Regions from separate parts of the Ovis aries genome. Here region 1 is linked to region 2. A link is a contact called in public Hi-C data. All regions are on one chromosome and are shown on one strand. Each heading gives the region's core, a stretch centred on a gene start, on an enhancer-like site or on the middle of the called end of the contact. The rest is flanking DNA. Distances are from core to core; before and after follow the strand shown.

Region 1 (5,647 bases), core at 149-2,648, 89 kb before region 2:
TATTATTAACTAAAGTCCACAGTTTACTGTGGGGTTCACTTTTTGATTTGCACATTCTGTGAGTTTTGAAAAATGTATGTCATGCATCCACCATTACAGTTTCATACAGAAGAGTTTCACTGTCCTAAGAATTCCTTGTATTCTACTTGTTTATCCCCCACCCCACCACCACCACCTCCCCTCCCCGCCATCTCCCCCAGTGCTTGGCAATCACTTCTCTTTTTTTACTGGACTCAGTACATAATCCTTTCAGCATCTAGATGGTTTAAATTTTTTTAAATTATTTTAGAAATTAAGATAAAATTGGCATATCCCATTATATAGGTTTAAGGTGCATGACGTTGATCTACTTGTATTGCAATAAGATTGCCATTGTAACAGGAGCTAACACCTCTGTCTTGTTACATAATTATTCTTCCTTTTCTTGAGAGGAATAGAGTAGCTTTGTTACTTTTCCAGCCAAAGGGGGGACACAGTAGGCGAGCACCTCAAGAACTGTGCCTCCCTTCCCTGGTGAGTAGGGAGAGGTTACATAATCGTTTTTGTTGTTCAGTCGATCAGTCGTGTCTGATTCTTTGTGAACCCATGGACTGCAGCATGCCAGGCTTCCCTGTCCTTCACCGTCTCCTGGAGCTTGCTCAAACTCATGTCCACTGAGTTGGTGACGCCATCCAACCATCTCATCCTCTGTCATCCCCTTCTCCTACTGCCTTCAACCTTTCCCAGCATCATGGTCTTTTCTAATGAGTCGGCTCTTCGCATCAGGTGGCCAAAGTATTGAAGTTTCAGCTTCAGCATCAGTCTTTCCAATGAATATTCAGGGTTGATTTCCTTTGGGATTGACTGGTTTGATCTCCATGCAGTCCAAGGGACTCTCAAGAGTCTTCTTCAGCACCACAGTTCAAAAGCATCACTTCTTTGGCGCTCAGCCTTCTTTATAGTCCAACTCTCACATCCATGCATGACTAATGGAAAAACCGTAACTTTGACTAGATGGACCTTTGTCGGCAAAGTGATGTCTCTGCTTTTTAATACCTGTTTAGGTTTGTCATAGCTTTTCTTCCAAGGAGCAAGCGTCTTTTAATTTCGTGGCTGCAGTCACAATCCGCAGTGATTTTGGAGCCCAAGAAAATAAAACCTGTCGCTGTTTCCAATTTTCCCCCATCTATTTGCCCAGGCACCGTTCCCTCCATCAGGCCCTGCCCCGGTTTTCCAGTCGGTCCCGCCTCTTCTTCACCAGACACAGCTCCAACCGGCCCCGCGTCCCTCCTGCCACCAGGGGACGCCAGCGCCTAAGAAGGCTTTCTGGCCGCAGAAGGTGACGCTCTAGGTAGTGGCGGCTGCTCCGTGGCCAGTAGCAGCGACGCTCTAGCCCGCAGTGTGCCGGGCGGGCTCTCAGTGGTGCGGCCGGCGGGAGGCGATGGCGGCCGTACGGGGCCTGCGAGTGTCGGTGAAGGCGGAGGCCCCGGCGGGGCCGGCCTTGGGGCTCCCGTCGCCTGAAGCGGGTTTGGACCGAGGCGAACCGGAGCCCATGGAGGTGGAGGAGGGCGAACTAGAGGTCGTGCCGGTTCGGCGCTCGCTGAAAGAACTGATCCCGGTACGGGCGGGGGGCGGGGGCGAGGAGGAGGTCGCAGAGCGAGTGTCCCGCGCTCGAGCGAGCCGGAAGGGGAGGCGGCCGGGGCGGAGGGGAAGTCTGGGGAGGGGGGCACCGGGGCGAGCGCCCGGGGGGCGGGGGCGCCAGACTGGAGCAGAGTCGGAGGAGCGAGAGAAAGGACGCCCGGGCGCCCGGAAATGGGTGTTAAGGGGGCTTGAGGAGGAGGGGTCGGAGAAATTGGGGTGGTAGCTGAGGACACCCCTTTCGCTGCCCCTCCGAGCCGCTCTGTGCAAGAGGACAAGTGAGGAGGGTTAGGGCTTGTCGGGGGGGTGCGGTTTGAGATAAAGAGGGAGCCCCCCCCGGGCGGGGACACAACCTGGAGCGGCCCAGAGGAACTGTCGGGGAGCGGGGCGCGGGCATCCTGCTCCGGTTTAGCTGGTGTTTGTTAACCAGAGCACCCGCGGTTTCCCTCGGGAGGGCTGGGCTGGTCAGCTGCAGAAACTCAGTGTTTCTGTTGTGACCTGAGGGTCATCTCGTCCCCGCGCGCCTCCACTGCTACACCGTGCCTCCAGCATCTCACCCTTCGGGGAATCAGAACATCAGCGAGCCAGCAGTGGTCCTTGGTCCCTCTCTTCTGTCACAGTAGGATGAGGAGAGGTGTTTTGCTTGTGGTTTGGTGGCCTGATGTTCGTAGGGCTGGTCTCAGGCCTGCGTGGCTCTTCTTGTGTATTGGTACTTAATTTCTCATCTGACCTGGTCCACTTTTTTGCCACATGTCTGCAAGTGTTGATTTTAAGCTGAAATCATGGAAGAAGGTTTTTAAAAAATGTAGGAGCACTACAGATTGTAAATTATAATGACTCTGTCAACAACAGTTAACATAGTGGTTTACATGTTATCATTTAAATATCAAGGAAGTTGAGAAGTAGATGTTGTCATCCCTTCATTCATTCCGTTGGACGTGAGCTGTTGTATCCCTAACACTTTGTGGCAGGCACAGTCCTAGCCACTTGATCAAGATCAAGGTCAGACTCTGTCCTGGAGTTTATGTTCCAGTTGGGGGCCACAAGTTAACCAATAATTTCCCAAAGTGGTGAATGCTGTGGAGAGAATAAAACACGTTAATGGGGTGGAAGAGTGCAGAGGGAAGCTGTGGAGAGCAGGAAGCAGAATGCCACAGGATCACCAGGAAAGTCCTCTGAGATAGTGACATTTCAGCTGGACCCTAAGTGACAGAAAGGAGCCAGCCATGTGCAGATCTGGAAGAGTTTGTTCCCAGCAGGGGCAACTTAGTAAACCCAGAGGCTCTGAGATGGGAACAAGATTGTTTTATTGGAGGAACAGAAAGTTCAGTAGCACAAGTGGGAGAGCAGTAAAAGAGGTCAGAAAGGTAGGCAGATGCCACAGAAGAAACCTAGGTCCAGAGAAGCCAGGGGGCTTGTACAGTGTCTTGTAACCAGCGAAGCTTAGAGCTGTGATTTGAGTCCCCCGGCTGCCGAGTCTCATCCTGTTTCACTGCACAGTGTAGTGTTTTCCCCAGAAGGTCGAGGTGAGCCTGGACTTTCTGCATTTCAGTGAAGACTTGTGCCCCATCTGGTGGCCTGGCACAATGAATTTGTCTAGTCTGAGCCGGGGAGATGAGTGACTGTACCTCATCGTGGATATTTCTCATGAATGCCTTTGGATTTTCATTTACACGGATACCTTCAGTAGATGGAATTACTTTAGGTTGTGGACAGGCAGGCTCTGATTTAGAAAAAGCTTCTTGGTAGAGTGGTTGATTGCTACCATGGAGTCACTGGGACAGGCTTCCTCATAATAAAGGGTTGTCAGGGTAGGGAACAGATTGCTGAAAAGACTATCCAGAAGGAATGGGTTGTCAGGCTGTTGTTTATCGTGTGCTTGTCCTCAGTTGCCTGTTAGCATTTCTCACCCATCCCCTTGGTGTTAGGACACAAGCAGAAGATATGAAAACAAGGCTGGCAGCTTCATCACTGGAATTGATGTCACCTCCAAGGTAAGATACACCATGATTCATTTATTCATTTTGAGAAGCGGTTGAACTTAATGAGCAAGTCCCTAGGACTTGTAGAACAGCAGTTATTCTTTACCACCTTTTTTTGTTGTTGGATTAAGCCTTTTTAAGTTTATATTTTGTGTTTCACAATGATGCCTGAGAACATTCAGGCAGCATTTGTGTTTTCTTGAATCCATGAGAAGATAAAATCACTAGATGCCTGTGCTTAACCATGTCCAAGAAAAAGTTCTGTGTGTTCCTTTTACATACATGTTTATTTGGCTGTGTCACCTCTTAGTTGTGGCACGTGGGATCTTCTGTTGCCGAGCACAGGCTTAGTTGCCCCGCAGCATGTGGGATCTTAGTTCCCTGGCCAGGAGTAGAACCTGGGTCCCCTGCATTGGCAGGTGGATGTCCCTATCCATTTTTTTAAAAAATGTGTAAACTGTTTCCACTTTAAATGAAGCAAAGCATAAAAGTGTCTGGCACATAGTAGGCCTTTAGTAAATGTCTTTATTCCTCACTGATTGAGGCCTAGAAAAATAGCCTTTCATGACTATGTGGCTAAACTTTGAAGGCCAAGTGGACTGAATTGTTTTCACTGCCTGGGAGTATTGCCTTTTATCTGGTGATAGCTGTTACTAGATTACCAGCTTCATTGCAGCTCTTCACAGAACCAGACATTATTTTCCTTACAATCAGTACTTATTTGTTGCTTTAATTGGTGTTGATATTCAGCTTAAACATTCTTTCTGATTTTAATGTGTGCCATTTAAAGAGTTGAATTAAAACTCTGAATAAATAAAACGGTGTTACTATATTGGATGTATGAAAGCAAAAATAAAAATAAGTATGTCATGCTTATTTTTTTGTGTTTTATCTGGGTCTCAATCTGTCTCAGATTGCTTAAAGGCAAAAAGAAAGAACTGATCATCTTTTTTGACAGGAAAATAGAATGAAGTGAAGGTGTTTTCTTACTGAAACTGAAAAAGCAGTATGCAGTCCTGTTCTTAAGCCTACACAATTTACCATTATTTGAAACAAATATATAGTGGAAAGGGTGGTAGCCAAGAATTGGTACTTTGGTTCTTACCAAAGGAAGGTAAACTAGTTGTTTCCAGTGGGAAGACTTCAGTGGAGAAAATTAACATAACTATTGGGAAATAACAGAAGTGTTGCTGCCTTACCAATCCCCAGAAGCTTTCTATAGTCAGACCTTCAATTAGTGTGGCAAAGTCAATATACAATTAGTGAAGGTTCCAAAGAGCTATCAGAAACCCACAGTTGGACCTGGGTATATTTTAGCTCTTGGGGAAAAAAAAAATTAGGAAGCTGATTATTTGGTTTTTCAGAAAGCATCAGTGCTTCTTTTCACTTCAAGATGAAAACTGGCAATTCTGTGGACACAAGTTTAGAATAGAGGAGAGAGTTTCTTGGCTTCAGTGTTATTTTTAAACACAAAAAAAGCTTTAGGGAGTGGACTGCTCAGGCAGACATAACGTGATAGGTGTGATTACCATGCACACAGACGATGTGAAATGGGGGCGGTGGTGGGGCTTCTAGAAATAGCGCTGAGAAGATCTGCCCCTTACCAGCTGAAGTGCCCCTGGCAAACATTTTAGCTTTTTTGTGCCCCGGTTTCTGCACAGATACATTGATAGGCACTGAGTCGTCCTCGAGATGATGACAGATTGCAGCACTGCTAGCGCCCACTCTGCCAGCCATTGCCAATACCCTGTTCATTGCAACAATGAGGCAAGGCACAGTGTTGTTCATACCTTCTGAGTTGCTTGTCAAGCCAGTGTATCACGTGATGTTTGTGATTTAACTCTCCTCCACATTTCACTTCTTTGGCTTTTTTTCTGCACCTTCTAGGAAGCGATTGAAAAGAAGGAGCAGCGAGCCAAGCGCTTCCATTTTCGATCAGAAGTAAATCTTGCCCAAAGAAATGTAGCCTTGGACCGAGACATGATGAAGAAAGGTACAGGGTGTTTGGGGGGAGTTTTCCGCAGTTTCCTTGCCACGGCCTTGTGCTT
Region 2 (5,594 bases), core at 530-3,029:
AGACCCTTTGGTTGAGTGATAGTGATCCCAGGCTTGGAGGAGCAAGGGAGGGTAAGATCCTTGAACGCAGTGGACCGAGTTCAGGCCAATGAAGCCTTGTGTGCGGTTGCATGTCTCATCAGACAAGAGGCTCAGCTCTTTGGAGATGATGATTTCTGGCAGGATTTCCTCAAAAGTTTTCTGGTGAGCTCCATTGACTAAGTCCTGTCCTTCGATAGCAATGATTTTTAGGGCTACAGGTGTGTGGTTAGCAACTGTTTGAAACACCTCACCAAACACCCCTTCTCCAATCTTCTCACAGCATTCCAGTTTTTCTTCGGAGAGGTAGTCGCCGAAGGGGATGGGACCCACCTGATTGCATTCTCCATAAAGCTTTTCTGCATCAGATGTCTTTTTGTCTGTGACCTGCTGTGTCTTTAAGGGGGTTAGCAAATACATAGAGGAAGAGTGCCGGGGGGACAGAGCACAGCTTGTTCTGTTCTGAACAGGGTGGTGTGAATATTCTGATACGAGGGACTCAGACAGAGAACTGCCCAGGGTGATGCAGCTGCACACTTCAGACACAGCTGTCACGATCTTCTTCTTGTGGAAACTGAAGGAGGCTCTGGTTTTGGTCCAAGAGCAGGCATTCTGTAAACGAGTCAGGTCCTGGGTGACACATGAACCGTCTTCCATCTTTTGGCCTTTTGTAACCTGGCAGTGATGGAGGAGGGAGGTTTCTGCTGTCCCTTGATGCTTCCTTTTTCGGCTTAGCCTGGTTCTCTCAGGCCAGTTGTTTTTCCCAGGTGCGATTCCAGCCTTGCACCCACGGGCCTCCTCGTATTCTATATGGACAGACCCTTGAGACTCAATCTCTCGACAAGAGTCCTGGTCGGTGGCCCTCTTCTTACCCCTGCCTGATAAACCTGGGCTCTCCTGCCTCCTCCCCACCAGTTCCCTGTCATGGCAGAACTCCTGCAAATTCTTCCCATCTGTCCTAAGCTCGGAATCCTCAGGATTTCCTGAGTCCAAAAAGCTAAAGAGAGCTGACCTGAGGCTGGCCTGGGCTTGGTGGGCCAACTTGGTGAGCCTGCCTCCTCCTGTCGCTGCGTCCTGGGAACAGGGGAGGGGTGCCTGGTCCAGGGAGGCTTCTGGGAGGTGGAAGTTGCTCGGAGCTTCTGAGGCTGCATCCAGAAAGGTGGAAGGGTCGGTACAGATGCTGTCTTCTGCCGCAGGGAACCCGGGGCCGGGAGAGGCCAGAGAGCTGAACAGGGAGGCACTGGTGCCCAGCTCGCCGCCGTCCCTGGGCTGGCCGCACACACTGAGGTCCGGGCTCAGGCAGCCCGGGTTGCCGTTGGGAAAGGACGGCGGTCCTAGCGGGCCGCAGGGGGTGCTGCACTTCTGCGGGCACCGCGATCGCAGCCTCAGGCGTCTCGGAGTCGCGATCTGACTCGGCCGGCCCTTGGCGAGTCGGGCGCCAGCGCGCTTCCGCTGCGGACCCACCGGGCTGCCGGGGAAGTCGGGGTCGTCAGGATCGTCGGAGACGACAGACTGCGAGGGGCCGCCACTGCTGGCGTCACTGCTACTGCTGCTGAAGAAACGCTTCCGGTCCTGCGGCGGGAACCACTGTACGGCTGCCAGGCCCGGCCGCCGCCGCGGCCTCCCGCCGCCGGCTGCCCCGTACGTTCGGAAGAGCCCACTCGCGGGTGGCGGGAGTGACGCCGCCATGGCCTGCACCCGCCAGGCAGTTCAAATGCTAACAGCACCGCGAGACTTCCTCGAGACGCGGACGCGCCTGCCCGCCGGGTCCTAGCGCCCGGCCGTCCGCGCAATCACGACGGATCTCGCGAGAAGTGGGAGGGGGCGGGTAACTCTGGCGGTTTGGCTTTTTCGTTGTGTTGTGGTGATGGCCTGGGGTGGTTGTCGTTTCAGGCCCACACCGTGTGCACTCAGGCTCACGAGCAAGTTTGTGGGAGCGATCTGGTTCAGGTGAGCGCAGTCATCCCAAAGACCGGAGGGAGGGGGTCATGGGGGAGAGAGGAGGGCCTGAAGCGGGTGCCGTGAGACGCCGGGATTGTACTTGCGAGGTTTCCCCTGAAAGCACAGCCCGAACGTTCCTGAGGCGCCCCTTAGCCTCTTCACCGGCTCACTTTTGCTAGGGTTGCGGCTTTGCTGGAACCAAATGAAGGCAGAAACTGCTCACACCCTTTATTCCTCGACCTTGAGGTTGTCTGTGTGCTAAGTGTTAAAATTCCCAGCTTTCCCACCCCATAAATAGATCGTGCTAATTAACACCCATCCTCTTTCAGCTTGTGGAAGAATGGCATTCAGTGAGCTGTAAGGTCACCTCGGATAAAGAAAATGTAACCGTGGCTGCAGAGCTCTCCTTGAATCAGCCAAAGCAGGTACTTAGGATTTGATTAATCCTCGTTTCTCGGGCATCTTCCCTGGAAACGATAATATTAATAGCATCTCCAAATATAACGTGCCCAAAGCAGGACTGTTGATCCATCTACTGCTCCAGCCTGTTGCTTCCTCACTCTCTCAGGGTAACTATCTAGGGTAACTTAGCAGTTGCTTGCGTGCTCAGGGGTGTCCGACTCTGCGTTCCGGCGGACTGCAGCCCACCAGGCTCCTCTGTCCATCGGATTATCCTGACAAGAATACTGGAGTGGGTTGCCATTTCCTCCTCCAGGGGATCTTCACGAACCAGGGATGGAACCCGCGTCTCCTGCTGCTCCAGCATTGGCAGGCGGATTCTTTACCTCTGAGCCATCTGGGATACCCTTACACTGCTGACTTACTAGGGATTCTAGGAATTCCTTGTGGCGACTCCTTTTCCTTAATTTTTCTTTTTTAAACATTTATTTATTTGGCTGCGCCAGGTCTTAGTTGTGGCTTGCAGGATCTAGTTCCCTGACCAGGGATCCAACCCATGTTCCCTGCATTGGGAGCTCTGAGTCTTAGCCACTGGACCACCAGAGAAATCCGATCCTTTTTCTTACATCCGCTTATCTGTTCCAGCAGCAACCTCGATCATTCTACCCACCCCCAGATATATTCTAAATCCATTCGCTTCTGTGTGTCTCCACTGCTGCTGCTGTTCAGGTCACCACCTCTTGCTGGATTCACTGCCGTAGCCTCATCTCTGCTTTTCTTGCCTGTGCTTTTGCCATGACCTTCACCGACATTCTTCATGGAACAGTTATTTTTAAAAAGCAAACACTATACCACTTATCTGCTTTAAAAAAAAAATCGTATACACTTAGACTAAAATTTGTCTTTTTTGGTGGTGTCCCAGGCATCCTATGATCTGGTTTCCGCTTTCTCCTCCATCTCCTAATACTTTCGTCTTCCCTGCTTCTTAGACTCTAGCTTGCAGATATTGTTCTAGCCACTGGACCTTTGTACTTGCTGTTCCTTCTGCATAAGACAGCTTTTCTTCTATATCTTCATGTGTGTGCTTTTTTCTTATGTGTAATTCACATGTTACCTTCTTAGCGAGACTTTCCCTGATCACTCATTTAAAAGTAGGAACTAAAGTCAAGTTTAACATCTTGTGATGATCCAGGTGAGAATGATGGGATGTGAGCTGAAGAAGTAGCAGTGAGAATGGAGGAAAAGGGGCAGGTGTTCAGAGAGACTGAAAAAAGAAAAGAATCATTAAGAACTGACTTGGGGATGGGAGTGTGGTGTGAGGTAAACGGTAAGGGAAAAGAAGTTGAGGTTTAACTAGGTTTCTGGCTTGGGAAACTTAGTGGTTGCTGAGGCCATTCTTTAGACTTGAGGAATACTGGAGAAGGAACACATTTAAAGGGAAAGATGACAGGGGAGGGGGGGTTTCCCTGGCAGTCCAGTTGGTAAGATTTTGCCCTCCAGTGCAGGGGGTATAGGTTCGATCCCTGGTCAGGGAACTAAGATCCCAAAAAAACAGAAACGTAAGGAATGATGCTGTCCAGGAATTGTAAGTCCATTTTTTTTAGAAGTCTATTTTAAATCAACTATACTCCAATTAAAAAAAAAGTTAACTCCCCTCCCCCTCCCGAAAAACGTAGGTCCATGTCTAAAATATGTTTCTTTTTTTTTCTCCCCCATCTTATAGTTACTAAGAGATGTGACTGAGCTGCAGATCCTTGGTGAAATATCTTTCAACAAATCTCTGTATGAGGGGCTCAACACAGAGAACCACAGAACTAAGGTAATCCCTGGGTGTTTTCTGGGTGCTGTCCTGGGAAGCCTGTGCCTGGCTTTAGCGCCCTTGTACAAATAGGCGCTTGCTATTGCCCTCTTCCTGTTTCAGTCTTATCACCTCTGCTCTTGACTCTGCAACTCGCTGTGTCTATGACCTTGAGTTACTCAGTTTCTGCCTAAGTTTTTCTGTCTCTGAAATGAGGCAACTGAATAAGAGGCCTAAGCAGAGGAAGTCTCAGTTGTTGCAACTAGGCTGGAATCAACACCTATCTATGTATATTTTGATTTGAAAAATTTTTGTATTTCCTAGTTGAGAAGTTTTTTAATTATATGTATTAACTCGCTTCCTAGTGTGTGACACCAGTGTTTAGTTACAGTGGCCCACGGTTACAATACTCATGAGCGCAGAATTCTCTTGTAAGTCTTAAACTAAGTCCTGGAACCCTTGGGTTTGTTTTGCAGAGGTTTTACATGTGACTGCAAATCAGACTGACCTTTGACCTTTGTGATCTGTGGGCTGAAGACTGTATGTGCCCCAGCGGGGCTGTCGTTCTTGTTGACACTTGCCCTAGGTGGCTGCTAGCGCCAGAAATGGTCCACCTGTGAGCTCTTTAGTGAAGCCTGAGTGTCAAGAGGGTGAGAGTGGATTGCTCAACATTAGCTCCTCTGCTTTCCTCCCTGGAGGAGGGGAAAGGCACAGTTCTCTAGACATGTCAGAAATAACATTTGTGTTTATTTTTGAGTGTGTCTGATACAGAAAATGATGTGGAAGAAAGAGAAGTGTTCCCATTATATCATTGCACAGATTAAAAAAAAAAAAAAAAAACAGCAACAGAAAAGCAAGAAAATTCAAGTCTTATGCAAAGATCCCAAATGAAAAATAGTGATTCCTTCACTCCCTGTCTCCCACACCCTGGATTCCCTCCTCCCCAAGAGAGTTCCTGTTAACAGTGTCTTATATGCACATTCTTCAGTCATTTATTTATGTATAAATGTTCCCCCTTTACTTACTGATGCTTTTATTGTAGAGTCCCCATGATGATTTTCCTTTTTTAAAATTCAGTACCCGAAGCTTAAGTTTTAAGTGCATTTCAGCTGCAAAAAAAAAACAAAAAAACCCCCCAAAACCTCCTGCTAACAGGAGGCCTTAAAGGCCTTTTGTGTTTATCTGGGGGTGGAGGCAGACCAGTGTTAGTGGCCGGGCTCCTTCGAATCTTGGACTCTCCTGACTATGTGCTGGTGATGCCTTCCCTTGTGGCTGGCCCAAAGTCGCCACCTCTCCCAGCAGTGCATTTTCACATGGCAGAATACAGAATAGGAAGCCAAGAGGTCAGTAGCAAAAGGAGTTTTTCTTCACATGGCTTACCTTTTCTTTCTTTTTCTCGTTTTTCGAGCCACATGGCACATGGCATGCAGGCTCTTAG

Evidence for each region. A called contact is a pair of places that touch in the nucleus more often than the background predicts.
Region 1: a Hi-C map of tail adipose tissue shows a contact between it and region 2, with 4 times the contacts expected there. The contact joins the promoter of NCBP3 here to the enhancer-like site in region 2. A contact is called at or near these places in 9 of 16 Hi-C or Micro-C datasets (blood, hypothalamus, liver and 5 more).

What each region holds. Positions count from the first base shown.
Region 1 is chr11:24,363,504-24,369,150 of ARS-UI_Ramb_v3.0, reverse strand. It overlaps NCBP3 (nuclear cap binding subunit 3), which reads left to right and starts at 1,398. Exons shown (of 13, transcript XM_060394813.1): 1 at 1,398-1,597; 2 at 3,546-3,611; 3 at 5,487-5,592. The coding sequence starts at 1,421.
Region 2 is chr11:24,274,611-24,280,204 of ARS-UI_Ramb_v3.0, reverse strand. ITGAE (integrin subunit alpha E) reads left to right here. Exons shown (of 30, transcript XM_060395331.1): 27 at 1,912-1,968; 28 at 2,289-2,384; 29 at 4,082-4,177. Among named protein-coding and RNA genes, the nearest start is that of P2RX5, 13 kb to the right of the region's middle. Within about 2 kb of position 1,779, at least 35 of the 54 cell types and tissues checked have an H3K27ac peak or open chromatin away from gene starts, as enhancers often do. A contact at or near this core is called in hypothalamus, liver, muscle and 1 more, where this site is marked.